Regions from separate parts of the Mus musculus genome. Here regions 2, 3, 4, 5, 6 and 7 are each linked to region 1. Evidence: chromatin contacts called from public HiChIP or PLAC-seq and promoter capture Hi-C data. All regions are on one chromosome and are shown on one strand. Each heading gives the region's core, a stretch centred on a gene start, on an enhancer-like site or on the middle of the called end of the contact. The rest is flanking DNA. Distances are from core to core; before and after follow the strand shown. Region 1 holds the start of Stat2 (signal transducer and activator of transcription 2). Region 2 holds the start of Arhgap9 (Rho GTPase activating protein 9). Region 3 holds the start of Inhbe (inhibin beta-E). Region 4 overlaps R3hdm2 (R3H domain containing 2). Region 5 holds the start of Stac3 (SH3 and cysteine rich domain 3). Region 6 overlaps Lrp1 (low density lipoprotein receptor-related protein 1). Region 7 holds the start of Lrp1 (low density lipoprotein receptor-related protein 1).

Region 1 (3,799 bases), core at 511-3,010:
ATGGGGTGGGGGCACTGGGAGAAGGGAAGGAAAGGGAGGATATGGTCAGGATGTATGAGAGAAGAATAAATAAAAAGGAAAAAATAAAAATCTTACTCTTATTGTACCTAGAGCTGAAAAGCTTAGAAGAAACACAAGTGTTCTTTAAAGGTCACATGATTCTACTACAGAGCAAACATTGCCACCTAGAGTCCAGGCGTTGACTTTCTTTCCTTAAAGGCAGGAATGGAGAAGGGAAGAGATTGGGCAGGAGATCCAATTATTCTCCTTCTAAAAATTTTATTTTATGTATATGTTGGATGTTTTGTCTGCATGTTCACCCACAGATCAGAAGCGGCATTGGATCCTATAGGACTCTAGGATTATAGATGGTTGTGAACCACCATGGCTGGGAATTGAACTCAGGACATCTGGGAGGGCAGACAGTGCTCTTAACTGAAGAACCATCTCCATAGCCCTGATCCAATCTCTCTTCAAACAAAATGTTTGTTTTCATTTTAGCTTTCTTGCAATCCTTGATCCTCGTGCCTTACTCTCTGTGAAAGCTTTGGTTGAGCTACAGCTCCAAACGGGTACTTGACTCTTTAAATTATATGCCTGTATTGCTTCTAAGAAACAAAAACTTGACGGGTGGTGTTGGTGCACACCTTTAATCCCAGCTCTTGGGAGGAAGAGGCAGGTGGATCTTTGAGTTTCCAGGACAGGAGGGCTACACAGAGAAACCCTGTCTCAACCCTCACACCCAAAGTCTGCCTAAGTGAACTAACTGCACGTAGGCTATAGGGGCTGCAACAAAGTACTTTCTCTAGTTGGCTTCACTCTCCGATATCAGTTTTGCACTGAATAAGGTTTTCTGAAATAAACTAGACTTTGTGTGTAACCTTAAGCAAACAGTTTCACCTCTAGGACTATAGTTTATATGTATTATATGTATATAATATATATATATACATATGTGTATATATATATATTATACAAACACACACACATAATGATCAAGGATGTCTTTCTTATTTATTTATTTATTTGTGCAAGGATCAAAAATTATGTAAAGGGCCTCGAGAGATGGCTCCATGGTTAAGAGCACTGGCTGCTCTTCCAGAGGACCTGGGTTCGGTTCCCAGCCCCCACATGGCTGCTCACAACCATCTTAACTCCAGTCCTAGTAAATTCGGCCCTCTTCTGGCCAATTCAGGCACGCACCTAGTACATAAACACAACATGCATACAAATTTTAAAAATATAATAAGGAAGCAAACAAATAAGTAAATAGATTCGCAGAGCAGAGGTTAAAGCTTTGGCTTATGACAAGGATCATAATGGGTACATAGAGCAGCTGCAAGGGTTGCGGAGGAGTTTTGGAAGGAAGTCGACAGGGTTGAGAAGTAGAACTGTGCAGCGGTGCAGCATCCTGCAGGGTGTTCGACTTCAGCCAGAGAGCAGAAGCCTTGTCTACAGGGGCATCACCCGGGGCAGCAGCCCTTCCCGGGAACCGGCTGGCACCTCCGCCCCGCTCCGCACACCCTTTCGGGGCCTGTACCTTCTGAGGGTCCAGTGCCGCTCCTTCCAGTGCTCTCGCTGCAACTTCCAATTCTCCAAGCGGTTCAAGGACCCGTTTTCCACCCTCCCCCGACTCCGGCGGACCAAGATAGCGAACAGCGGAATGGGTCACCCGGCTGGCGGAATGGATCACCCGGCTGTGGACGCTCGGCGTTCCGGGATCGGTGGGGCGACCGAAAGCTTAGCCACGCCCTCCCCGCGTGTCACTCTCATTGGCTGAAACACAACCCCGTTCAGCGCTGGGCTGGACAAGCTGCTTGAAACCACACCGCCGACTTCAGTGATTGGCGGAGAGGGAGAAGCTCGTTAGTGCCCGCTCCCGCCCCCCTAGTCGGGCGGAGCCCAACTAAAGTCTTAGCCAGGAATTCTAGCAGCTGATTTACCCGAACCGAACCGTGAGTTCTAGGGAAAGGAAACTGAAACCAGGGTGCGTGAAGGCACCTAGGACTCCATAGAAAGGGTGGGACCTGCGTCCCTTAGGATAGGGAGGGAAGAGCTGAGGTAATAAGGTATTTTTGAGGATATGAATGATAAATACTGTGGGTTCATGATAACGCTTTTTAATTTCTATAATCACTTGTTCAGGTGGAAGTTAGCCAGCCCCATTAGAGTGTAAAAATCTAAGTTTCAAGAAGGAAATTACTGGCAAGCGATGACAGTATCCCAAACCATCCACCCACCCATCCATCCATCTACACTTCTCTTGTCAGAATTTTCCACTTATTGGTTGTTTTGTTACTATCTCTTGTACGCCAAGACACCATAGTTCTTTAATAAAGGCCACTCCCAGTTAGAAGTTGTACTTTCAACTTCTGACACAAAATTAGACATGGCTATTTCTTCCACAACACCGATATCTGTGGTGGCATCCTTTCCGGTCTCTGGCTGATGGGTGGTCACCTCTGGCTGAGGGGTGGTCACCTCTTTCTCATCATAATAATACTGGATCAGCCGCTGAACCCCAGCCTTCATCGCTGGCTTAAGAGCAGCCGTGATCACCGCACCAGCTGGGCCCCCTGACGCGCCTACCATGGCCATCAAGAGATCATAACCCAGATCTATGGCCCCATCTCGACCTCGTTCCTTGGCCTTGTCAGAGCAGTTCTTAATGGCGTAATACAAAGCTGTGCCTAGGTTGTAGTAGGTGCCTACTGCTGGTAGTAGGTCAACCACATTGTGGACACTCTGTTCCTGATCATTGTCGCAGTCTGTGTTGGAAATCGAACGTTTGGCCCTCTTTGGACCTGGCTGCTCCCAGGCTAAGAGCTGCAGAGCAGAGGACAGGGCATCCACAGACACTTCCCGGTCTGTGTGTCCACTCTTCTGGAGCTCCTGGAGATGGTGGATGAGGGCTTGTGTAGCCTCCACACCTCCTAATCGGTAAAGCTGAAGCTGAAGAGCCCAGACCTCAGCCTGGCAGCCAGCTGCCTCCAGAGCATTCCTTAGAGCCAGGCCTACCAGGAATTTGGAGACAGGGGGCATGTAAGTGAAGCCAGGCAGGGACTTGGGGAGCAGCATCTGGCAGGACAAGGGCTTGTCTGAGGTCTGCATCTGGTATCCCAACTTCGAGGGAGGGAGCACCGTAGAGACACTGGTTGCCTCTCCGTGTGAAGTGGCATCCACAGGACACAGCAGGAGATAGCAAAGCAGCTGGATTGACATCAGGATGAGTCGGAGGCTATGCATGTCAGGAGCTGAGCACCCTGGAAAAAGGGAGAACCCCAAAACATGCAGACCATGTCTTTGAAGGTTATAGTCTGCAGGGAGCCCAAGATTCAGGGAACCCCCAATCTACCACCTACCTCCAAGCTTATGTTCTGTTTAGCAAAGGGGTAAGGATATGGGAAGTGCAGCACAATTTCTGTCATTTCTAGGTCAGAGTGACCTCCCCATTTAATGCCCACCCACTTATGGGGGACCCAGATTACCATACAGTCCGGCCATTGAGAAGTAAGAGTCCCTGGGTAGCTTCGGTAGTTCCACAATCCTGCTCCTGTTTCTCTGCCCTATGAATAGGAGAGATATTTGGGGCTGCTGAGGTGAAAGGGGCTGGGCCAATTGCTAGAGCAAACCCATCAGCCCCTGTGGTGCAGATGAGGCTCCCAATGTTGACATTGGCCAGGGCCTTTGCAAATAAGCCAGGGACAGAAAGGTTCAACAGTGAGGACATTGATCTTATCTTCCATGAAGGTCACCTGGCTTTAATTTGGGACAAGGACAGAGTCTACTGAGGACTGCC
Region 2 (3,799 bases), core at 450-2,949, 950 kb after region 1:
ACAGGCTTTTTTTTTGGGGGGGGGGAGGAGAGAGTGACCTGTCCTCACACCATCGAGAGTAAAAGAAGACACCAAGAAGTGAGAGACTACGCTAGAGCTAGGGAAGAGAAAGACTTGTTATACACCCGTGAAAGAGAGAGTGTACACTGGGCTTGCTCGTAATCCCAGCAACCCCAGCGTTTGGGAGGCTGAGGCAGGACAGCTGCTGGAGTTTGAGGTCGGTCTGAACTACAAAAGGAAGCGGGGCGAGTTGGGCCTACTGCGGACTAAGACCCCTGGCTCAAAATACAACTGACAACAGAGTGGGGGAGGGGCTGACCAAGGCACTCAGTGTTAGAAGGAACTTGCTAGTGTCCTGACTTGAAGACAGGACTTTAGGACAAACCTTGCCCTGGGCTAGGAGTTAGAACTGGAGAAAAGCAGTCTGCTGACATTCCTTTGGCTGTACTGGATACCCTGTTCCTCCAGGGCCTCTGTAACTCGACTGTCCTTTCTCATCCCCTACGTTGCTTATGGCCACTCTTCCTGCTCCTGCGAGATCTTCTCAGAGCACCTCAGCCTCTTCTCCTCATTGTGTCCATCTGTCCCCCTCTCCCCTCCTCTCTGATCTTTAAGGGAGGGGTGTTGTCTGTGTCCCCCTCTCCTACCTTCAGTACTTAAGGGAGGGAGGCTGTGTCCAGTTCACCACTTCACATAGATCCCGCCCCACCCTGCTGTAGTGCAGGCGGCCGACCAAGCTCTGAGTTATGCTCCAGGAAGCTCTGTAACTCACCACAGCAACTTCTGTCATCCACCAGTGAGACCTTTCTCCTGGCCCTTCCTTGAAGGATTTCAGGGAGCAGGCCTTCACATTGCCCGTGCTGACACTTTTGCACATCTTGTGGGGATGGTGAAGAGGCTGCCCAGAAGCAACCTGGGGTTCCTGAGGCAGATAGAGCTCCTCCAGGGAGCCATGATACAGCTTTGTCCCTGGAAAGAGAGATGTGAAGGAGTGGCAGGTGAGGACAGATATGACCTTGGGAATTGTCTAGGAATGCAGGGCAAGGCTGCCGGGAAGTGACACGGGCCCTAGAGCTAAGAGTGTAAAGGGGACGCCACAGTGGCTTGGGTGAGAACTAGGCTTATCAAAGGAGTCCGCAGAAGGTAAGACAGAGTAGTGCTCTCAGCGCTCAAGCGGGAAGAGTCAGAGAGTCGGAAAGGTGAAGAGGGGGGAGGCTCAAAGCTTACTTACCAGGAGTCCAGAGGGAGCTGTTGTAGGTAGTGTCTGCTGGGTTGTGGCAGCAGATTGATTCCTCTGTCATGTATGCAGCTGGAACAAAGATGGGCCGAGAGCTGGGGGGTGCGCCCAGACGCCTCGCCAGCCACCAGTCTGAGTTGGTCTTTCGAAGCAGTAGGAACCTGTCACCTTCAGCCAGAGACACCTGCCGGCCATCTGCCCCAGTGTAAGTGAACGGATAGAGGGCGCAGAGCTGGGGTCCCTGAGAAGGGCTTTGTAGACTCAGCCCTAGATTTCCCCAGATACTTGGCCACCACCGGCCTGAGAACATGGTGGCTGGCACTGTCACCTATAGGAAAAGGGGGTGCTGAAGTTCCAGAAGGAAATAGGAGCTGGTGCCTCCGTACAGAAGGGCATGGTTTGAAGAGTGTGTGTGAGCGTGTGTGTTTTTGTGTGTGTGTGTGTGTGTGTGTGTGTGTGTGTGTGTGTGTGTGTGTGTGTGCAGGACCCTTAGGGCGAGAGGAAGAGGGGAGAGAGATCAGCACAGGTTTGGGGGGGGTCCAACTTCTGTGTGATGTGTCTGTTGAGGAAGTGTATAAATAAGGTGAGAGAGGATGTGGTCAGCAGCCTACCCAGCAAGCAAGGCAGGGAATCTGAGAAGACAACCTAGCTTGGTGATCTTTAGATACCTTGTCGAGGTTACCTGATGTTCCAGGGTCAGAAAGACCTGATCCTGGATGTTGAAGGGAGCCCTGAGCTGCACATAAGGAGGAAGAGGAGGAGGAGGAGGAGGAGCCAGGCTAAGAGCAGAACACAGACAAAAGTACAGGTGACAATGATGAAGGGAAGGTTATGCCATGACCCGTTTTTAAGCTCACACAGGCCTCAGTGTTCCTGTGACCACCCAAACTGCCTCAGACTCGAAGCTTTGTGTTTCCTGTGCAGACAGACAACCAGAAAAACTAAAAAAACAAGCGAGCAGGAAAGGAAAAAAGAAGAGTGCATATCTCCTTCAGCCCCGTCTAGGACACATTAGGGCGCATGATCTATGCATCAACCTTCTGGAGGGGTCCCCGGGTTTATTATGGGGCTCCGTCCATTTGCAATTCTTGTTGTATGTGTGAGTGTTTGGTCTGTGTGTATGTCTCAGCACCATCCAAATGTCTGCTGCCCAAGGAGGCCAGAAGACGGTGTTGGATCCCTGGGATCAACAGTTACAGGCGGTTGTGAACCCTCATGTGGGTACTGGGAATTGAACCAGGGTTCTCTGGAAGAGCAGCCAGAGCTCTTAACTGCCAAGCCATCTCTCCAGCCTTTTTTATTTCTATGCTTAACAAGAACTGGTTGAGGACTGTCTCCTGTGTGGAAGGAGCCGTCAAGAACTAGAAATGACAAAGGGATGAGCTCCTTAGCAGCTTAGGGGGCCAGACCTTAACTGACCTTAACACAGGAAATTTACTAACTGCAGCTGAATTGGAGACCGTGCACACACGGTACAGAAGTCGATGTAGTGGCTCACGCCTTCAACCCAGCACTCAGGAGGCAGGGGCAGGTGCATCTCTATGAGTTTGAGGCCAGCATTATCTACATAGTGAGTTCTAGGGCTGGAGAGATGGCTTGGTGGTTAAGGGCACTGACTGCTCTTCCAAAGACCCTGAGTTCAATCCCCAGTAACCACATGGAGGCTCACGACCATCTGTGATGGGATCCGACACCCTCTTCTGGTGTGTCTGAAGACAGCTACAGTGTACTCATAATAAATAAGTAAATAATTCTTTTTTTTAAAAAAGATTTATTTATTTATTATATGTAAGTACACTGTATCTGTCTTCAGACACTCCAGAAGAGGGCGTTAGATCTCATTACCGGTGGGTCACCATGTGGTTGTGGGATTTGAACTCAGGACCTATGGAAGAGCAGTCAGTGCTCTTATCTGCTGAGCCATCTCGCCAGCCCATAAATAATTCTTTTTTAAAAACAAACAAACAAACAAACAAACAAACAACATCTAGTTAGTTCCAGGACAGCCAGAGCTATATAGTAAGACTCTGTCTCAAAAATAAATAAAAACATCATGAGAGGTGTTTGGAGACTGACGTCACCTGATGTCGCCCTTTCCCTAGCCGGCAGAGGAACTGACTAGCCTGGGAGTGCCGAGCATCAGAAGCAAACTTCTCAATTCTTTGCTTTTCCTCCACTGAGTGGTGTAAGGTTTTTAGTTTCTGCTTGCAGAGCTGGAGTAGAGGGTGAGTGCCTCTTCGCTCTGGTGATGCGAGACAGCCAAGCCAGCTCCCCTCCCCTGACGTAATCCAAGGTCTGACAGGCTGGTCCTCACCCTCCAGGACCTACTCCCTTAGGTTCTCTCTGTTTCACTGTGGGAAGCATGCCCCCTTCTCTTCCTTCCCTTATCCAGAGGCTGATTTTACCTGTGTGTTCATTCAGATATTTAAAATTATCTTTTTGTTTGCTTGTCTTTCAAGACAGAGTTTCTCTGTGTAACAGTCCTGCCTGGCTGTCTGGAACTAGCTCTATAGACTAGGCTAGCCTGGAACTCACAGAGATCCACCTGCCTCTGCCTCCCAG
Region 3 (3,799 bases), core at 472-2,971, 920 kb after region 1:
AGAGTCTGTCTCAGACCACAACAAAATAAAGTAATTCACCATAGTCTTCACGACAAAGGAAACTGAGGCATGAGAATCACTTATACTAGAAGTTCTAGCCAGCCTGGACATCGTAGAAACACCTCATCTCAAAAGACAAAAACCAAAGCAAATTAAAAAATTAAAAAATAACAACCCACACCCCCACACCCCAAATAAGCTGGGTGCTGATGGCATACATCTTTAATGCCAACATTCAGGAGGCAGAGGCAGGTGGAGCTCTGTGAGTCCAAGGCCAGCCTGGTCTACAGAGCAAGTTCCAGGACAGCCAGGGCTACACAAAGAGAGCCTATAATGGGGTTGGGGGAGGTCAGATGTTGGGAGATAACTCAGTAGATAAAGCTATTGCTTTACAAGCGCATGGACCTGCATTAGAGTCTCCAGAGCCCAGGTAGAAATGCAATCCCAGCGTTGCAGACACTGGGACTCACTGGCCAGCCAGTGTAGTCTAATTAGTGAGTTCCAGACCAGCAAGGATGTCCTGTCTCAAAGGAGGTAGGTGGATGACGTCCCTAGGGATGGCACACAGGGCTGTGCTCCAGCTTACACATGCACACACACGAGCACACACACGTGCACACAAGCACACACATGCACACACACGAGCACGCGCGTACACACACACACACATGCGCACACATTAAAAAACAAAGTCGGGGGCTGGAGAGATGGCTCAGTGGCTAAGAGCACTGGCTGCTCTTTCAGGGGACTTGAGTTCAATTCCCAGCAACCACGTTGTGGCTCACAACCATCTGTAATGGCATCCAATGCCCTCTTCTGGTGTATCTGATTGAAGACAGTGACAGTGTACTCACATATATAAAATAAATAAATCTTTCAAACAAACAAGCAAAAATAAAACAAAGCCTGGATGACCAAGACCTGAGGCGGCTTTTCCGGCTTTGTCCCCTAGGTCCCTTAAATTTCCATTTTCCAACTACATTACCAGAAGCCTGGCACCACTCCTGGGCTGCCTCAGATTTGGCCAACTCCTACAGTACCCTAAAGGCAGTAGTTACCAGGCACAGGTGCTTCAAAGGCGCTCGCCCTTCTGCCAGCTCTGCCGGACTCTGCTCTGCTGTAAGATTGCATCACCACGAGCCCACCTGGCCGGGTTTCCCCAGACATCACAGAAGATGTCCTCATCCCTGCTCTGGCCCTCCCCCAGGTGGACTCTGGGCAGCCAGCACAGGCAGGGTCAAAAGGTAATTTCTATGTCCCGTGGCACTGCCACCTAGGCCTGATCAAGAGGACTCCATTTTTTTTTTAAACCACCCTTTCTAAAACCTAACTCGGCTTGAACGCTAGAATTATTGTTCTGACATGGAAACCCCGAGAACTAACCCACTGAAACAGCCTCATAAAACGGTTTCCGTTTTCAAGCTCGGAAGTCAGTCAGGGCATACTGAGGAGCCACCGCCCATCCCCACCTGGCTCCTATGGACTCCCTCACCTGAATCCCAGACCTTGGGAACTGACCGTGTGAAATCATCCTCTTTCTTGCATCATGCATGTCCACGTTGCACCTCCATACCCCTACCTCAAGCCACCACACCCAGATGGTGAAACTCGAGTCCCGGGGGAGCCCTCCACCCCCTGCAGGGGCCTGATGGGCAGCGCAGCTGGCCAATCCTAAGGTTCAGAGGGTAGGTCTGCTGGTTGACCGCTAGGTGAGGGATCCCAAGCAACTGGCTCTAAAGAGGCCCTGCCAGTAGTTAGTCATGAACTGTGAGGGTCACACATAGCTACCCCACCAGGCGATCTACTCTCAGTCTTCCTGAGTCCTAGGCTATTGAGGACAAGTAGCTTGGTCTGCTCTTTGTCAAGGGTAGCTGTGACACTGGTTTGCTGTTGCTGCTGCTGCTGCTGCTGCTGCTGCTGCTGCTGCTGCTGCTGCTGCTGCTTCTGTATCCTCTTTGGGAAATCAGACTCATAAAACTGCCACCCATTCGAGGTTCTCAAAGCAGAGCCATCTACCTGGAGCATGAAGCTTCCAAAAGCCCAGCTCTGGCTAATACTGCTGTGGGCATTGGTGTGGGTGCAGAGTACAAGATCTGCGTGCCCGTCCTGTGGGGGCCCAACACTGGCACCCCAAGGAGAACGCGCTCTGGTCCTGGAGCTAGCCAAGCAGCAAATCCTGGAGGGACTGCACCTAACCAGCCGTCCCAGAATAACTCGGCCTCTGCCCCAGGCAGCACTGACCAGAGCCCTCCGGAGACTGCAGCCCAAGAGCATGGTCCCTGGCAACCGAGAGAAAGTCATCAGCTTTGCTACCATCATAGGTGGGTGAGGGGAGAGAGACCGGGGACAGGAGACACAAGGAGAGGCCTGCAGGGGAGGCAGGAGGCGTGGGGTGTGGCAAGAGAAAGAGCTGGGGACACAGGCCGTCCAGGCCCTTTGCAGAGGTCTGTATGAGAGATGAGGGATGGTTGGGTAGGGTGGCCGAGTGTCAGAGAGAAGCTTTGTTCATGTTTTAATTTGCTTTTTTGTTTGTTTGTTTTTGTTTTTGTCTGAGCAGACAAATCCACTTCAACCTACCGCTCCATGCTCACCTTCCAGCTGTCCCCTCTTTGGTCCCACCACCTGTACCATGCCCGCCTCTGGCTGCATGTGCCTCCCTCTTTTCCGGGCACTCTGTACCTGAGGATCTTCCGTTGCGGCACCACTAGGTGCCGAGGATTCCGCACCTTCCTAGCTGAGCACCAAACCACTTCCTCTGGCTGGCACGCCCTGACTCTGCCCTCTAGCGGCTTGCGGAGTGAGGACTCTGGCGTCGTGAAACTCCAACTGGAATTTAGACCCCTGGACCTTAACAGCACCGCTGCGGGACTGCCACGGCTGCTCTTGGACACAGCGGGACAGCAACGTCCCTTCTTGGAACTTAAGATCCGAGCTAATGAACCTGGAGCAGGTCGGGCCAGGAGGAGGACTCCCACCTGTGAGCCTGAGACCCCCTTATGTTGTAGGCGAGACCACTATGTAGACTTCCAGGAGCTGGGGTGGCGGGATTGGATCCTGCAGCCGGAGGGATACCAGCTGAATTACTGCAGTGGGCAGTGCCCGCCCCACCTGGCTGGCAGTCCTGGCATTGCTGCCTCCTTCCATTCTGCCGTCTTTAGCCTCCTCAAAGCCAACAACCCTTGGCCTGCGGGTTCTTCCTGCTGTGTCCCCACTGCACGAAGGCCTCTCTCTCTCCTCTACCTTGACCATAATGGCAATGTGGTCAAGACCGATGTGCCAGACATGGTAGTAGAGGCCTGTGGCTGCAGCTAGCAACAGGGCCTGAAGGTTCTGGGTGAAGTTCAAGGTTCAAGTTGGGGGTTCCCACGTGTCTGGAAGCTCGAGTTCCGGATCCATACTGACACCCAATAAGCTGTGTAGCAGTATGCCTGGGTTTGACCCCTATGGAACTTAAATGGGCGTTTTCTTGTCCCAGATTCTGGCCTATTTCAGGCTGTTTCAAATGTGGACAGATGGGTAAAGCGTTGCCTTTCAAGGGACTGCCTGGCCAGCACCATTTTCTACATCAAGCCCTGTTCCAGGACAGCAGGGATGCCGTGGGAGGGAAGGAAGAACACAGGGAGAAACTATTTAGTCTCTCCCGAGAAAGAAGTTCCTCAAGTAATGAAGGCGGAAGTAGAAGGGTGGGCAGATTAGGAAAAGACAAACATACAGGCTAAGAACAGGGTGCATTGCCTGCTTTGACAAGGTCAAGAGGAAGAGGAGCAGGCGCCGAGGAAGGAGGGGTGTCGGGGTCCCT
Region 4 (3,799 bases), core at 677-3,176, 840 kb after region 1:
CTGCCAAAGTTAGTATGAGGCCAAGCAGAGCACTTCAGGAGAAACCAACAAAAACCAGATTGAGTCTGTCGCCTCGAAGAGGAGTCTGAGCCAGAACTGGGTTGAACTCGCCAGTCAGAGTTCAGAAAGAGCTAGAAAGGGTGAGCTTATTCAGCCTTAAGTCTCCAAGGATGAAAACACTCTAGGCCTAGATAAGATTGTACAGAGGCTAGAAGCTTGCAGGACCAGGCCTAGCTCAGCAGACTGAGGCAGTAAGCCTTGGAGACAACAATTACATCAGGAGAATAAAAGTTACTTTGACACAGCTTCTTTAGTGAACTAATGTTTTCACCTGTTCCGGGTCAAGCCCATCTCTCAGGCCTTACAGTGGGTCTCAAACTTTCAGAACACACATGGGCAATACTACATGCTCTCTCTCTTTTATAAATCAAGTTTTCTTCTACATCTAGTCTATATCTTTGTGTGTGTGTGCAAGTGAACACGCACTTGGCAGAACTGTCTCCTTCAACTATGTAGGTCCTAAGGACTGGACTTAGGCTGTCAGAATGGTGAGCATCTCTTTTGCCCACTGAGTTATGAACTTGCCCACTTCCTGCTTTTCTGCAGTTCATTTCCCTTTTTAAAAAAATTAACTCTTCTTTCTCCATATATACTAGAGAAGGTACAGGGAAGATTAAAATCTCCAAGCAGAGAGAGTTTGTTATGAGTGTTACACACATTGCTGGCTCTTGTCAATGCACTATGATAGGTTAGTAAGCAATACAAAAAAAGAAAAACTTCAAAAGATACAAAAGAATAAGACTCTAAGTTATAATAGTGGGCTGGTGAGATGGCTCAGCCATTAAAGGCTAGGCTCTCCTTCTAAAATATGTTACAGCATAAAACTAAAAGAAGATAAAGGGTAACAGGATGTTGGATTGCTTAGTATTTTTTGCTCGATATTTGGCCCATTTAAAATTCTGGATTTGGGGAGGGAAGGTCAAGGCACCTCAATGGCACAGTACATACTTAGTGAACACAAAGCCTTCACGTCAATGCTAGGCACTACCACCCAGCCTGCAAATCAGTTTATTTTAAGAAATGTGGCAGTATTAAGAAATGTGGCAGTATTTTAAGGACTCACCATACACAGGATGCCATATCTATGAGTGAGTACACTCACAGATATCCAGAGGAAGAGGAGTACCATGAGCACAGCACCCAACCGGAAGAGTAAGGAAGGAATGGCTTTCCAGAGGTGGACACCAGAGGCAAATGTCCAAATGACAGAGACAGGAGTAAGGTAGGTTCTTTCAGACAGATAAGGATAAGAAGAAGCGTTACAAACTGGCAGGTTGTCTGTCTTCTTGATGAGTACTGTGTAGGCAGAAGCTCTAGGCTGACCTCAGGAGAAATACCTGCCAACCAGCAGCACCAGTTCCCCAGACAGCACTGCAGTGGGTGCAGCAGCTGGCCCCAAACTGCACATCTTGCCAAATTTAGCTCCAAAGTTCTAAGTTTAGCTCAGAAGTCCTTCTGCATATAAATATTAGATTGGGCCTTGAGAGCAGAGTCTGTAGAATAAAGTTCATACTCCATGGATTTCCCTAAGAAGCTGTGAATGGTGCTGTGGTCTGAGACAGGGTCTCACTTATGTAGGCCTGCATGAACTCATACAGGTCCTTCTGCTTCAGCCTCAGGGCTGGAATTTAAATGTGTGCCAACACGCTAGGCAGGAGCTGTAGATTTTAAATGGCTGTGACATATTAACATAACAAGACCACGGGCCTTTAAGCTGATCAGCAACTCCTCACTTCCTGGTTCTTCCCCCTCCTAGTAACTTCTTCTGTGGATGGCAGGCTCTTCCTGAGCTATCTCAGTCCTCCACAGCCATCCAATTCAGCAAAGCTGAAGGCTCTCAGCACAACCCTTTGTTTACATAAGCCAATCAGGACCAAGTATTGGGCATAAAAAGGGCCCAGGCAGGAGGCCAGACTTCCTCTCCACCTCAGTAAAGCTCTGGCTCCTCTGCTGTCCTGGCTCATTATTCTTCACTGTTTTTAAGACAAGATCCTGGGGCCACTCAGAGTGATTCAGTGGCTGCTGCATTTCTATGGCCATATTTTCTCTAGAATTAAGCCCACCTGAGCAAGGAGATAGCTCTATCACAGTCAAAGACCCCCACAACATGGAGAGCTAAGGCAGAACATGTAAATCAGAACAATGGTAGGGAGCCCATGCCTAGAACTCCAGCACTCTGGAGGCTAAGGCAGGAGGAGGCCACGAGTCAGAGTCTGAAAATAAAGCAATCAAACTACAACAAAAGCCCAAACAGGCATGGTTGTGCACACTGGATGAAAAAGAGATAGAGGAGAGGGAGAGGGAGAGGGAGAGGGAGAGGGAGAGGGAGAGGGAGAGGGAGAGGGAGAGGGAGAGGGAGAGGGAGAGGGAGAGGGAGAGGGAGAGGGAGAGGGAGAGGGAGAGGGAGAGGGAGAGGGAGAGGGAGAGGGAGAGGGAGAGGGAGAGGAGAGGGAGAGGGGGGAGAGGGGGGAGAGGGGGGAGAGGGAGAGGGAGAGGGAGAGGAGGGGATGGGAGGGCTGCTGCTCCTAAGTATGGTGGAGGAGAAAGTTTATTATCAATATAAGGGAGACCTAACCAGAGGGACAAACATCTAAGAGAGTTCAGAGTGGTCACTACCCTGAACCATATGGGGAGAGGAGGAGAGGAAGGGAAGAGAGAGGGAGGGATCAGGTACAGCAGCCAGGAGGCCAAAGGTCAAAGGAAGGGCAGCCCAGCCCCTGGACTGGAGAGTTCAGAGTAGAGGACAGGGTGTGCCAACCATGCTCTTTAACAGTAGGACAGCGGAATGCTGGGAGAACATGGAGGCCTGGTCCACTCTGATAAGTTAATTAGGCATTCCCTACTAACAGACACCTGGCCTTAGCCCTTAGGTGGCTGGAGTCGGAGGACTTAGAATTTAAGGTTGGGGTGGCTACACAGTAAATCTGAGGCTTATGTAGTGAGTTTCTCTACAAAACCAGAAATAACAAACCCAAACCAACCAAAAGATAAATGATGGTCAAAAAGGAGAAAAGATAATCTTTCAGAGTGCATGTTCATAGACTGGCCTTTGAGATTACTTCTGGAATGCTGGGATTAAAGGTGTGTGCCTCAGAACCTGGCAATGATGCTTAAGACGCATGTCTGAAATGCTCACTCTATACTTATAATTTACTTTAGAAACGCATTCTTTACATGGCTTGAAAATCTGTTTCCTCAAAGCTTGCACGTGAAGGCTGAGATGTAGCTCACATAACATGCAGAAAGCTCTAGGTATGATCCTCATACCACCCCCAAAAGGGAGGATGACTGACCAGATGACTCAGCAGATAAAAGCTTTTGACGTGCAAGCCTGATGACCACATGTGTGCTCACATCTGTAATCCTAATACTCTAGGTAAATGGGAGGCAGAGAAGGAGAGGTCTCAAGAAGCTTGTGGGCCAGCTAGCCTCGCTTGATACAGTTCAGCAGAAATAAGATACCCTGCCTCAAACAAGGTGAAAGAAAAGAACCAACTCCAACTCCTCAAAAGTTGTCCTGACTTCCATATGTGCTTCACATAGAAACAAATAAGTTCCCAGTAACGTGGAAACGCAGGTAGCATTACCCTATTTGATTTCTAAATATCATGAATGATGGCTAACGCTAACTCAGTCTTTAAAATACCTGGGAACCGAGGCATAAGGAGATGCTTGAGTCAGGAAAGCATGAGGATGTGAGTTTGGATCCCTAGCACCCATGCAAAAAAGCTGGGCCTAT
Region 5 (3,799 bases), core at 686-3,185, 770 kb after region 1:
CTCATGGATGTTGGTTTTGCAGTTCTTGCAGCGGAGTCCAAACTTGTTATTGACTTCAAGGGGGAGAACGTTTGAGTGAGGTTCTGGATGCCCCCCTTCCTTCACCCCGTGGCTACTTCAGCTCTGGCCTGCCTGCCTTCTACTGTCAACCTCAGCGCTTTCATAGGGTGAATCTTGCCAGTCTGTCTATACAGACACACCTCTCCTTGGTCCTGTCCCTCCCCGTGAGACTTCCATCCTACTGCCTCTGCTTCCCCAAGACTCACGCACAATCATCCGGGCACAGACATCGCAGAACTTGGGCTTCTTGAAGAAGTGATCTTTGAACTTGTGGGGCTTGTCGTTGACGAGCTTAGGAGGTTCTGGGGGTGGTTCCTCCTCTTCCTCCTCCTCCTCTTCTTCCTCATAGATATAGTAGATGGGCCCACCCCCAGCCCCCACCGCCTCTCCATTGGCTTGGGGCTCTGGGGGAGGCTCCATCTCAGCTGTCTCTGGAGAGCCCTTCTTGAATAACTGCTTCAGTCGCTGTAGCTGAGGGAGGGGTGAAGGAAACCCATCATTAAATGACAGTCATGGTCTCATTTTCCAATCATGGGAAAGCAACGTCCCTGGTATTAGGGGGCTGGGTGTTGCAGGTGTTGGCTATCCCAATAATAAATGAGACGCACACAAGCGGTTTCAATCCGAGTAGTTTTCTTCAGAGGCTGTGTGATGGCTTCCCAGCCCTTTGGACCCCGCTCCCCCCAAAAGCGGACATAGGTCCAGACTCACCCCACTTTGCGGAGTCTCTCCTGGAAAGGGGGGCTGAGGGGACTCCACCACTTCCTTTTCTGTCATCTTACAAGAGATTGGGCCCCGCTATGAGTTCTAATCTCTGTCTGCTGTTCTTCTATTCCAGCAGTCCTGCTGCACACAGTAGGGTGGCCCTCGAAGGGGAGCCTTTGGGAGAAACTTGGTTAGACAGCTTTGGCAGAGCTTATGAAGAGATTCTATGGAGGTCCCCCGAGAAATGTCCAACAGAGGAAAGACTCCCCAGTCAGTTGCTTACACGGATACTTTCCACATCAAGGAGCAAGCCCAGAGTCTACAAATCCAACATGCTACTCAAGGCTTGTCTTCTAGGTTCTTCTACAGCAGTTCTCAACCTTCCTAATGCTGTGGCCCTAACGCTGTGGTACCTTGTGTGGTGGTGACCCATAAAATTATCTCACTGCTCCTTCACAACTATACTTTTGCTACCGTTATGAATTGAAATATAAATATCTGACATGCAGGACGTCTGCTATGCGACCCACAGGTTGAGAACAGCTGTCCTACAGGTAGTTCTGATCGATGATACACATCTTCTAGTGGCTTCAGGAGGTTTAACATGGTTAACACGGTTAACCCGTCTGCGTGTCTGAAGGTGTGTCCAGAGATCTGTCCTCCCCTACCTCTCTCCTGAGCCTTGGGGGCCTTGTGCCTAGTTCTTCCCTGGCCTGCCTCAGGCCTCAGCTATTTTAGGTTTTCAGAGTAATGTGAGCCTTCCCTTCCCTTACCCCTCCATTCCCTGGACCCCACCACACCCTACCCCCTTCTCCAATCCTCACTCATCCTGAACTAGGACAATTTCACTTCAAAACCCCAAACTACTCACAGGTGAGGAGAGAGACGAAGAAGCCCAACAGACTCAGGTTAGAAGAAATGAAAGGATAATGAAGAGACGACTTACTTTCCAGACTCCCTAAGTCAGTTCACTGTGGAAAGGGGTCTCTGAGACCTTGATGGTGCTGCTGGGGAGGGCTAGCCCTCTTCCTTCAGGGAGGTAAGCCCCCTTTCTGGTACCTTCTGGACCCACACCAGCTACCCAGACAGTATTAGTAGGTAGGCCTTGGAGCCTCTCACCGTGGTGGCAGAGCTGAAGTGACAGGGCTGGAGGACAGTGGACAGCTGAGAGCACAGCTGACAGGGAGAAATTGGAACCAGGAGGTCTGGGGCAGGGCTCGACCCTGACTCCTCCCATCCCCCCCCCCCCCCGCCCCCCAGAACAGCTCTTCTCCGAGTGTTTACACAGAGCAGGTCAGTTCTGGCTTATCAGGAATAGGCATATTCTACCCAATACAGTAGCACCCCACTCCAAGTACCAGGGATTGAAAACAGGGTTTTGCCATGCTAACTATGTGGCTAGACTGCCAAGCTATACCCACAGCAGGAAAGGCACTCCTGTTCAAGACGCAGTCACGTGAAGGACTTTAGATCTGATAATGGAACCCCCCATACTCTCCCCTTAAGGTTCAAATAACCGTTCCAATCTTACCCTCCCTGGGCTCATTTCAATCACGTTCTTGGATTTTATTTCCTGCCTCCCCCACCCCGATAGGTATCTTTGTGTGGGCCTGGCTCTCCCAGAACTTGCTCTGTAAACCAGGCTGGCCTTGAACTCAAGGGATCATTCTGCCTAGCTCCTGAGTGCTGAGATTAAAAGTATGTGCCACCATGCCTAGCTAACACCAAAACTTCAGGCTAGGAAAGGGATGGGAGCTGAGAAGAGGATGTGACTCAGAATTCTGTCAGCCACGAAAGACTTTCTCACTGGCAGCTGATCGAATGCAGTGCTTTCTCAAGTGCACGGGTGCATTTTTCTCCCCTTTCGCCTAAAATCCTGTCCCTAAGATGAAGAGAATGTATGTTACTGAAAAAGATGGTGGCAAAACCCAAAAGCTATGGGGCTGGAGAGATGGCAGAGCTTCTCTTCCAGGGGACCTGGGTTCAGTTCCCAGCACCCACGTGGCAGCTTACAGAGCTCTGCGACTCTAGTTCCAGAGGACCTACACCCGCAGACACGCTGTATATTTAAACGCATGTAGGCAAATCACCTATACACATAAAACAAAAATAAACCTTTTTAACAAGAGTCAGGTCGGTCCCTGTATAGTTAACCCTGGGAAGGTTACAGCTGCCTGTGTCCTTCTCTCGTCTGTCTGTCTGGATGTGTGTGAGTGCAGGTGTGTGTGTACGTCAGAGGCCATCCCATGGGATCCAGGGATTGGGCTCAGGCTACTGGGCTTACACACTAGCCAATCTCGCCAGCCCACAGCTGCCTTCTGTAATGAGGTTTATTTCTAAGTATACTTTCGTTTATCGTTTAAGCTATACTAAGTGTGTATACTTACTGGGGCATGCCCTCTAACATGTGGTCAAAGGACAACGTACCAGAGTCAGTTCCCTCCTTCCTCCGCCTATCTTGGGATCAAACTCAGGTTTTCAGGCTTGGTAGCAAGCATTTACCTACTGAGCCATCTTGATGGCTGCATGGTGAGTGTTTCTCATCTGTAAAGAATGTTCCCTTCCCCGTGAGAACTGTAAACCTAGGAGACAGCCAAGCTGTAGAGTCTTTACCCATTTTAACTGCAATTCCACCTCTCACACACTCAGACAGCCCCAGCATAGGAATGAAAAGGAAGAGGGGGCGGCTGCAATCTTGGGAGACCCAGCTTTCTCTATTCTGATTATGTAGCCCTGGCTGTCCTAGAACATGGTATGTTCAAGCTGGTCTTAACTCAGAGGTCTGTCTGTCTGCCTTCCTGCCTCCTGAGTACTGGGATTAGCAGGCTGTGGCACTGAGGCAGCAGCCTGGAAACTCTCTCTTCTAGACAGCTCTACCTTGCAAGTGGTGATCTGCGAGTCTCAGTTCTGTCAACTGCAGGGGACGGGGACAGGGACTGGTGAGTGACCACCTTGGCACTGCAAGTTCAGGTGTTTTTTATTATAAGTAACTGCCATTTGTGTTCCTGCCAAGAACCCAAGCCTAAGCTTTTAA
Region 6 (3,799 bases), core at 704-3,203, 670 kb after region 1:
CCGCTCCTGCAAGGCCAAGAATGGTGAGTGGGTCTGCCAGTGACCACAGAGCCGGGGACCTGCAATGCGGCTCCCCAGTGAATAGTCGCCTCAACGGTTACAAGTCCCAACTGCCCTTTCTCTGTCCCATCCCCAGAGCCAGTAGATCGGCCGCCAGTGCTACTGATTGCCAACTCTCAGAACATCCTAGCTACGTACCTGAGTGGGGCCCAAGTGTCTACCATCACACCCACCAGCACCCGACAAACCACGGCCATGGACTTCAGTTATGCCAATGAGACCGTATGCTGGGTGCACGTTGGGGACAGTGCTGCCCAGACACAGCTCAAGTGTGCCCGGATGCCTGGCCTGAAGGGCTTTGTGGATGAGCATACCATCAACATCTCCCTCAGCCTGCACCGTGAGTCACTCAGAGGGCAGGGAAGCGGGGGAGACGGGCAGAGTCTGAGACCAGGTCTGTGCTCCTTGCACACAGGAGCAGATTGATGGCTATTCTTCCTTTTCACTCTGAGCCGGCTCTTTCATTTCTGGTTCAGGGCTAAGGGATGCCTCAGCGGAGAAGTGTCAACTGAGAAGGCCACGAATGGTCACTCTCCAGAGACCAGGGACTGTCCCGTCTTTGAAAGCAGAGTGTCATTAGATGCAGAGGGGCTTTCCCATACAGAAGCATCTGCAGGGGGGCTGGGGAAGGACGGACATTGTTAAGTAGCAGAGGGCAGAGGAGCCTGAGCCTGGCTTGCTTTGGGCTTCCATGTGATTTTGTTACCCTCAGGAGTATGGCCAGAAAGGACGTCCTGCTGTTGGGTAGGTGCCAAGTCCCTGAGCCTACTTCCTGTCTGTGGCAGTCAATGAGACGAAGGGACGAACCACGGGCCACTGGAGCATTTAGGATGTGCTGGCCATTCCCATGCAGGCTTCTCTTCTCTTCCGAGGCAACTTTGCTGTCTAAGCGTGAGGAAGGGTGTCACAGGCTGGACTCACGCATGGCTGGGTGCAGATCCCCTCTCGTGCTGTTACACAAACAAACAGTAATTGCTTCAGAGTCAACAGCTGGCCGAGTCACATTCCCCGAAAAGCCACACAGGGCTGCCGGGAGGGGTCTGGCCTGTGGTTGATCTGTCCCCAGCCCTCAGACATAGATCTCTGACCTTGAGTAAACCAGAGCTCCCCACCACAACTTAGTTCCCTAAACTGCGTAATGGGCTGTTGTTACTCTGTCCAGATCTGATAAAGTGCAAACTGGTGGTAAAGATTGCCTTGCTAATGAGGCTGAGGGCAATGAACTGTGGATCCTATAGCCTTTGGTTCTTAGTTTGGTTTGGTTTGGTTTGGTTTGGTTTGGTTTGGTGGTGCTCGCTGACAGATGCTAAGCAGGCATCCTACGGCTGGCTAGATCCCCGCTCCTGTAGTAGGTCTGTAAGCTCTTCTTCTAGGCCTGTGAGGCTCCCTCGAAGAAAGCCAAGGTCCCATGAGGTTATAAAGGATTCAGTTTGATTGAGGGTCCTTTCAGGGGTGGGAGAGAGGGCGATGGTGGAAAACAGAGCAAATCTTCCTCTCTGTGGCCTCAGGATACTGCTCAGACATCAACCTCTAGCTCTGCAGTTATCAGTGTCCAAGGTTCACCTGTGATTGGGTGTCTGTCCTTCTGGAGCGCACAGCAGAGAACTGCCAGACACCTTTGGGATAGGTAGCTCAAGGAGCCCTGTGTGCTGAGACTGGAGACAACTACCCTGCCTGTGTTTCTAGTTCACCATCCCACTCAACAGGCGTGCTTGGGCAAAGAGGGTTAGCAATGGCAGCCTTGCCTCGGGGCCAGACATGGGTATACCGGGTAGGTGGCTATGATGTGCCCCCTGGGAACCTTCTCAACTTCTGCCCTGGCCTGGCTATTCTTCCCCAAAGAAGCAGGAAGTAACCTTGGGTAGCGACACCCCTCCCTTGGCAAACAGATTTGCCTTGCCTACCAGGCTTCAGGACTTCACTGGGCCTCTGGGGCAGAGTCCAGGAACTCTATCTGGAAGCGACCAAGGTGCTTGGAGAAAATCCTTTCAGGAGGAATGATTGGGTTCCATTTGCCCCAGCTCCCGTCCCTCCCTACCTCGTCCCCACCCCCACTCCTGACGCCAGAGTGTCTGGCTGTCACCCTGAGGATGGTGGTTTGCTCACATCCCACAAACTAATTATGGGCCCTGGCTTGAGGATGTCGGAAGTGTCTCTGTAACACCCTCCCCCACCCCTGGTACATCCCCTTCCTCAGGAGGAGGCCTTCCCTGGGGTCAGGGAGCTCCAGGGGCCCCGGTTACATACCTGCACAGGGGCTGCTGTTCTATAGTTAGTTCTCTGGAGAATGAAGGAAAAATCCACTGCCTTCTGCCTTCCATCCTGCAGCCAGATCCTCCCAACCTTCCCCATGACTGGGACCTCTGTGAGACCCCTGGGAACATACCTAAGTCGGTAGGGAAGAGGGTGGGGAGGGGGTCAGGAGGTTGTCAGAAGGTTGGGGTGTGTATCTTATGACTGAGAAGAGGGGAGCCAGTGAGGACATCCGACTGGTGCGGGGAGATGGGGGAAGCCTGCCTCAGAGAGACCTCTGCAAACAGAAATAAATGTAAAGAAGGAAGGAAGCTGGGAAGGGGGCCCTGTTCACATGGGTCCTGAAGCATGGGGACCGGTCTGCTCGGCATCCTGAGAGCCCTGTGAGCTCCCCAGCCACCCACACACCCACACAAGGCCCATTACCTCCTCCCTCAGACAGCACAGTCTGCTAATTCCATAGCCCCATGCGTGGCCACACTGGCCTAGATTGGTGTGCCTGTCTTCTTCTCCCACCTCAGCTACAGCCCAGACCCACCTTCTCTTCTGCCTAATGAACTGGGAGACCTGAACGGGTGAGGCCAGAAAAGAAAGGGGAGTGAGCTGGGAGAGTGGCTCATGGCAGGCTGTGTTCCATCTCCAGGACTGAAAAGGGAAAAGAGACTCATGGGGTTGAAGGTGAGGACAGAGAAGTCACTAGAGCCCACATCAAAGTACACCAAGATCCTTACTCAAGAAAAATAATAAGGAAATAAGTACTTTCTCTCTTTTTAAGCGTCATCCCTTCTCCAGAGACGTAGTGTTCATTTCAGCATGTACAAGTTTAAAAAAAGTGTTGCTAAAGGTTATTAATTTTTTTATATTTTATTAACTTCTTTACTCTCTGTGTGTTTGTGTGTGTGTGTGTATTCGTGCACACATGAATCATGGTGCGCATGTGGAAACCAGAAGACAACATATGAGAGCCCTTCACTGCTTGGGTCCTGGGGGTTTAATTCAGGGAATCAGGCTTAGCAGTTTCCCCACTGAGCCAACTCACCAGCCCTCTTAACAGGATTTGTTTTGTATTTTTAAGGCAGGATCCTGTGCGGCCCAAGTTGACCTCTAACTTGTTACACAGCCAAGGCTGGCCTTCAACTTCTGCTCCCTCCTGCCTTGAGTCCCCAGTTGTAAAGTTCAGCTTTGCGGTTATGTTCTTACCTGATAGTCTCATTAGAAATTTCCTATACTATGATTGCATTATTAGTTTTCTTGGTGCACGTTATGTGTGTGTACTTGTGTGTAGATGGCGTGTGTGTACACATTCGTGCAAAATCCAGGAGTCAATATCAGGTGTCTTCCTCCATACCCTTCTGCCTTATTTTTAAATTGTTATTACATATGTATGAATGTTTTGCCTGCATGTATGTATCTATGCATGCCTAGTGCCCAAGGAGGCCAGAAAAGGGTAGCAGATCCCTCAGAAGTGGAGTTAGATAGCTGTGAA
Region 7 (3,799 bases), core at 703-3,202, 650 kb after region 1:
AGAATAAAAGGATGAGTGTTATCGGAAATACCCAGGACAGGTCCATGGAAGAGACGCGAGGTGAGAAGGTCAGGAAGAAGATTCATCTGTGTAAGCCAAGCGGCAGGCTCTTAGCCTTCTCAGGCTACAAGCTGCATGGTAGCTATTGATATCTTTTTTTTTTTCCCTGTCAACGTTGCCTGAGGTCAGTTTCAACCAGATTTTGCTTGGACCACAATATTGGGTGGAGACCTAGCAGAAGCCTGTGAGCATCCACTAAAAATATTTAGTGACTCCATGCCTGGGCCTGGCACTGTATTAGGCCATGGAAGCTGGATAAAAGAATAACAGACCACCCCTGCTGAGAGAAACCCTGTGCTAGAAAAAAAAAAAAAAAAAAAAAAAGGAGGAGGAGGAGGAACAGGAGGAGGAGGAACAGGAGGAGGAGGAAGAAGAGGAAGAAGAAGAGGAGGAGGAGAAGGAAGAGGAGGAGGAGGAAACCTTCAGTATATTTCAAAAGGAAGAAAGACATCAGGCCTCTACTTGAGCACAGGCTGGAAACTGGACGGAGGAAAGATGGATCCTGAGAGTCCAGCCTGGGAGACTATACAGTTAGCCTGTCCGTGAGCCGCATAAGCTCTCATTGAAGAAAGGCTCTCAGTCATTAATGGACAAGTCTATTTTCTGCCAGTGACAGGCTGGAGTGTGTGTGGGGGTCACTCCTGTGGAGTTAGTGTACTGGTCCCTGGTCTTTAAAGTTCATCTCTAGCCAGGGATGTCGCCTGCTGAGCTTTCCAGAACTTTCACTTCAGGTCACAGAGAAAGTCAGACACTAAGGGTTACAGTCTTCAAACGTCGCCCACAAGAGGGCAGTGGCCGGAAGCACGTTCGCCGGCCCTAGGAACCGCCCGATGCTTTCTGGACTCCAGAGTACCGTTCCCAAACCGACTGAGACTGGGGACAAAGGTCCGGCACTCAGCACACAGCCCCCTAGGACTGGTGTCTGGTAGCGGAGCTCTGGAGTCCTTCATTCCAACTCCCTGTAGTTTGGCATCTGAAACCCTGACTTGGTGGGAGGCCAGTCAGAAGGTATCAAAAACAAAACAAACAAACAAAAAAAAAATCGAGCCTGACCTCTCAGGGCGAAAGGGGATGGCTCTACCCCAACCCCACCCTCTGGTGAGTCACCTCTCTCCAAACCAGAGCCTGCCTCTCCTGCGCCCCGTGCCAGGCGAGCAGGGCTGGGCGGGTACTAAGGTGGGCTCCATCCCTGAGCCCAAGGCGGGCCGACAAGCTGCAGCGTGTCCCCGCGGGTGTCCCTGTTTACTCTGAGCCCTGGAGCGAGGTGGGGGCGGGTCCATGTGGCCACTCCTTCACTCCGCCTCCTGAGGACGCAGGCCCCAATCCCAGACCGGTTCTTACAAAGTCTCCAAATCAAAGCTCAGCCTTTCCCGCACCTTCCCGGCGGACCGGCCACCCCTGCCCCCACCCTAGGCTAGGGAGGCACTGTCTGGGTTTCCCCAAGGAAATCAGGCCTCCGCCTAGACAGCGGCTCGGGACCCCACTGAGGGGATCTGAAATCCTGGGGTGTGACATAGAGTTTTAAAGAGGCACTAGAGCGCAGCTCTCCTTGCCCCTTACCCCATTCCCACCCTTGGCTCTACCGGCTCTAGGGAGCGCTGGGATGAGGTAGACGCAGTTAGAGGACAGGGTGCCCGGGGACTCCCACTCTCGGACCGCTTCCCAGAACTCCAAAGCTTGTAGCGCCTCCGACTCCCCCTCCCCAGGGCAGCGCGCCAAATCAGCGCATGCGCACTGTCAGGATTGCCGCGTAGCTCTTTCTCCCCCCCCCCCCACCTCTTTTTTTCTTTCCCCGCCCCTTCCCTCCTTCCCTCCTCTCCCTGTCCCCTCCCTCTCCCCTCTGAACACCCCCCTCCCTCCTCCCCCCCACCCCCCCCCCCCGCGGCACTTCAGTCAGGGGAGCAGCGGTGCGAGCTCCAGGCCAGTGCACTGAGGAGGCGGAAACGGGGGAGCCCCTAGTGCTCCATCAGGCCCCTACCAAGGCACCCCCATCGGGTCCACGCCCCCCACCCCCCACCCCGCCTCCTCCCAATTGTGCATTTTTGCAGCCAGAGGCGGCTCCGAGATGGGGCTGTGAGCTTCGCCCTGGGAGGGGGAGAGGAGCGAGGAGTAAAGCAGGGGTGAAGGGTTCGAATTTGGGGGCAGGGGGCGCACCCGCGTCAGCAGGCCCTTCCCAGGGGGCTCGGAACTGTACCATTTCACCTATGCCCCTGGTTCGCTTTGCTTAAGGAAAGGATAAGAATAGAAGAGTCGGGGAGAGGAAGATAAAGGGGGACCCCCCAATTGGGGGGGGCGAGGACAAGAAGTAACAGGACCAGAGGGTGGGGGCTGCTGTTTGCATCGGCCCACACCATGCTGACCCCGCCGTTGCTGCTGCTGCTGCCGCTGCTTTCAGCTCTGGTCTCCGGGGCCACTATGGATGGTGAGTGAGATTCCGGCGGCCCCCATGGACCCCTGGGGGCTCCCCCTCCCCAACCCCCACTCCTGCGTCTGGATGGGGAAGGGAGACGCGGGAGGGGGTGCCTTTTGTTATCCCAGTCCAGCTGACACAGCAGAGGCCTGACTGGGGGCGGGGATGGGGTCTGATTTGGGGGATGGGAGCCTGGGACAAATGATGCTTCCAGGGCCCCCCAGCTCAGACAAAGACCAGAGGCCTGGGTAGGAAAAGAGGGCTCCCCCTTTTTCTGATCTTGGGATTAAGAGGCCTTCTCTTCCTATCTCTGGTACGGGAGGGCCTCTGCCTCCCCTACATCCTCCACCCTCCCGCCCCCCCACCCCCATCTGAATTGTGAAGGAATCCGGATTTGCTGTGTACCGCTGCAAAAGGGGGCGGAGGGCCTTTTGCAGTGGACTCTGAAGGCTGGAAGGCAAAGCCGGCTAGGGGTGCCCTGCTGGCCAAAGGGCAGGCAGGCCGAGAAAGCTGTGGGTGGGGATAGGCAGGGCCCCCTGTTTGGGTGTGGAATGAGCCCTGCATCCCAGGCATGGAGGCCCGGGTCCAGAATCCTGGGCTGCCTGCCTGGGTTCCGAAGTGAGCAGCTCCCCGCTGAGGGCCTCAGTCAGGAGCCCGGTTGAGGGATGGAGGGGTCTGGTGACGCTTATGGCTGGCTTTCCCTTCTTAATTCCTGGGAGCTTTAAGATGAGAGGAAAAACGTCAGATGTCATCATTCTGGAAGAGACTGGAGAATGGTCTGGAACGCTGGGGAGGGGTTCAGAGGAAGCTCTGTCTCCCCGATTTCAGGCTTGATCACAGTTTGGGTTGGAAGGAGAGTTGGAGGTTGGGATGGGGGTTATGACCATGCCCCCAATCCTGCTCATTTAGTAAATGTGTAAAGCCCAGCCCTGTCTCACTTCATACATACACTTTGTATATTAGTTAGGTTTGGGCTGCTGTGTTGTTTTGGGGGAATTGCATGCCCCTCGTCCCTATTTCTGTCAGCTGTTTTTCCTCTTCCATGAGTCCCCAGTTCAAGACTTGCCCAGGCTTCACGCTGGGGTCATGGGGTTGAATTGGGCTGGGTCCCTAACTTGAGAAGGGGTGAGATTTTGTGACTTCCTGTCAGGTTTGCCTCTCACTGAGGACAACAGCTTCGTAGCATCTTACAGCCCTCCTCTGCCTTCAAGAGCTTGCCAGGCCGGGATTGGGAAAGTTTTTCTCTGAAACTAGATTATGTATCCTCCCCCACCCCTGTCTCTAACTTGTTTCAGTTGTGGGAGGAGGACAAGAGGGTCAGGAGGCAGC

Evidence for each region. Promoter capture Hi-C pulls out the DNA fragments that hold promoters and counts their contacts. HiChIP or PLAC-seq counts read pairs in DNA pulled down with a chosen protein or histone mark. Capture Hi-C pulls out chosen DNA fragments and counts their contacts.
Region 2: a contact with region 1 is called in a promoter capture Hi-C map of hippocampal neurons, with 2.9 times the contacts expected there. The contact joins the promoter of Arhgap9 here to the promoter of Stat2 in region 1. A contact is called at or near these places in 9 of 39 promoter capture datasets (the C10 cell line, the HPC-7 cell line, HPC-7-derived erythroid cells and 6 more), 4 of 115 datasets of contacts at active chromatin or transcription factors (astrocytes, embryonic stem cells, stem cell-derived neural progenitor cells and 1 more) and 3 of 9 other capture datasets (adipose tissue, liver and pancreatic islet).
Region 3: a contact with region 1 is called in a promoter capture Hi-C map of adipose tissue, with 2.7 times the contacts expected there. The contact joins the promoter of Inhbe here to the promoter of Stat2 in region 1. A contact is called at or near these places in 8 of 39 promoter capture datasets (cranial neural crest, frontonasal cranial neural crest, hematopoietic stem and progenitor cells and 4 more), 1 of 115 datasets of contacts at active chromatin or transcription factors (bone marrow-derived macrophages) and 1 of 9 other capture datasets (adipose tissue).
Region 4: a contact with region 1 is called in a promoter capture Hi-C map of liver, with 3 times the contacts expected there. The contact joins the enhancer-like site here to the promoter of Stat2 in region 1. A contact is called at or near these places in 3 of 39 promoter capture datasets (cranial neural crest, embryonic stem cells and liver), 1 of 115 datasets of contacts at active chromatin or transcription factors (astrocytes) and 1 of 9 other capture datasets (liver).
Region 5: a contact with region 1 is called in a FOXA1 HiChIP or PLAC-seq map of pancreatic cancer cells. The contact joins the promoter of Stac3 here to the promoter of Stat2 in region 1. A contact is called at or near these places in 8 of 39 promoter capture datasets (the C10 cell line, the SN4741 cell line, cranial neural crest and 5 more), 2 of 115 datasets of contacts at active chromatin or transcription factors (astrocytes and pancreatic cancer cells) and 2 of 9 other capture datasets (adipose tissue and liver).
Region 6: a contact with region 1 is called in a FOXA1 HiChIP or PLAC-seq map of pancreatic cancer cells. The contact joins the enhancer-like site here to the promoter of Stat2 in region 1. A contact is called at or near these places in 2 of 115 datasets of contacts at active chromatin or transcription factors (astrocytes and pancreatic cancer cells) and 1 of 9 other capture datasets (adipose tissue).
Region 7: a contact with region 1 is called in a promoter capture Hi-C map of neural stem cells. The contact joins the promoter of Lrp1 here to the promoter of Stat2 in region 1. A contact is called at or near these places in 4 of 39 promoter capture datasets (cranial neural crest, hippocampal neurons, liver and 1 more), 4 of 115 datasets of contacts at active chromatin or transcription factors (astrocytes, embryonic midbrain, embryonic stem cells and 1 more) and 1 of 9 other capture datasets (adipose tissue).

The regions. Positions count from the first base shown.
Region 1 is chr10:128,268,459-128,272,257 of GRCm38.p6, reverse strand. Stat2 (signal transducer and activator of transcription 2) reads right to left here and starts at 1,760. Exons shown (of 24, transcript NM_019963.2): 1 at 1,541-1,760. Apof (apolipoprotein F) reads right to left here and starts at 3,559. Exons shown (of 2, transcript NM_133997.3): 1 at 3,489-3,559; 2 at 1,008-3,263. The coding sequence starts at 3,246. The coding sequence ends at 2,299.
Region 2 is chr10:127,319,864-127,323,662 of GRCm38.p6, reverse strand. Arhgap9 (Rho GTPase activating protein 9) reads right to left here and starts at 1,699. Exons shown (of 16, transcript NM_001285785.2): 1 at 1,232-1,699; 2 at 773-969. The coding sequence starts at 1,547.
Region 3 is chr10:127,349,770-127,353,568 of GRCm38.p6, reverse strand. It overlaps Inhbe (inhibin beta-E), which reads left to right and starts at 1,721. Exons shown (of 2, transcript NM_008382.3): 1 at 1,721-2,321; 2 at 2,558-3,799. The coding sequence starts at 2,024. The coding sequence ends at 3,312.
Region 4 is chr10:127,424,963-127,428,761 of GRCm38.p6, reverse strand. The region is part of intron 2 of R3hdm2 (R3H domain containing 2); the gene reads right to left. Among named protein-coding and RNA genes, the nearest start is that of Gm23819, 22 kb to the right of the region's middle. Within about 2 kb of position 1,926, at least 84 of the 459 cell types and tissues checked have an H3K27ac peak or open chromatin away from gene starts, as enhancers often do. A contact at or near this core is called in astrocytes, embryonic stem cells and liver, where this site is marked.
Region 5 is chr10:127,499,822-127,503,620 of GRCm38.p6, reverse strand. Stac3 (SH3 and cysteine rich domain 3) reads right to left here and starts at 1,935. Exons shown (of 12, transcript NM_001359751.1): 1 at 1,885-1,935; 2 at 772-939; 3 at 267-531; 4 at 1-53. The coding sequence starts at 837.
Region 6 is chr10:127,602,010-127,605,808 of GRCm38.p6, reverse strand. Lrp1 (low density lipoprotein receptor-related protein 1) reads left to right here. Exons shown (of 89, transcript NM_008512.2): 5 at 1-23; 6 at 137-400. Gm51820 (a long non-coding RNA gene) reads right to left here. Exons shown (of 2, transcript XR_003949046.1): 1 at 2,308-3,799; 2 at 1-1,010. Among named protein-coding and RNA genes, the nearest start is that of Gm51820, 4.9 kb to the right of the region's middle. Within about 2 kb of position 1,953, at least 141 of the 459 cell types and tissues checked have an H3K27ac peak or open chromatin away from gene starts, as enhancers often do. A contact at or near this core is called in adipose tissue and pancreatic cancer cells, where this site is marked.
Region 7 is chr10:127,619,301-127,623,099 of GRCm38.p6, reverse strand. Lrp1 (low density lipoprotein receptor-related protein 1) reads left to right here and starts at 1,952. Exons shown (of 89, transcript NM_008512.2): 1 at 1,952-2,482. The coding sequence starts at 2,413.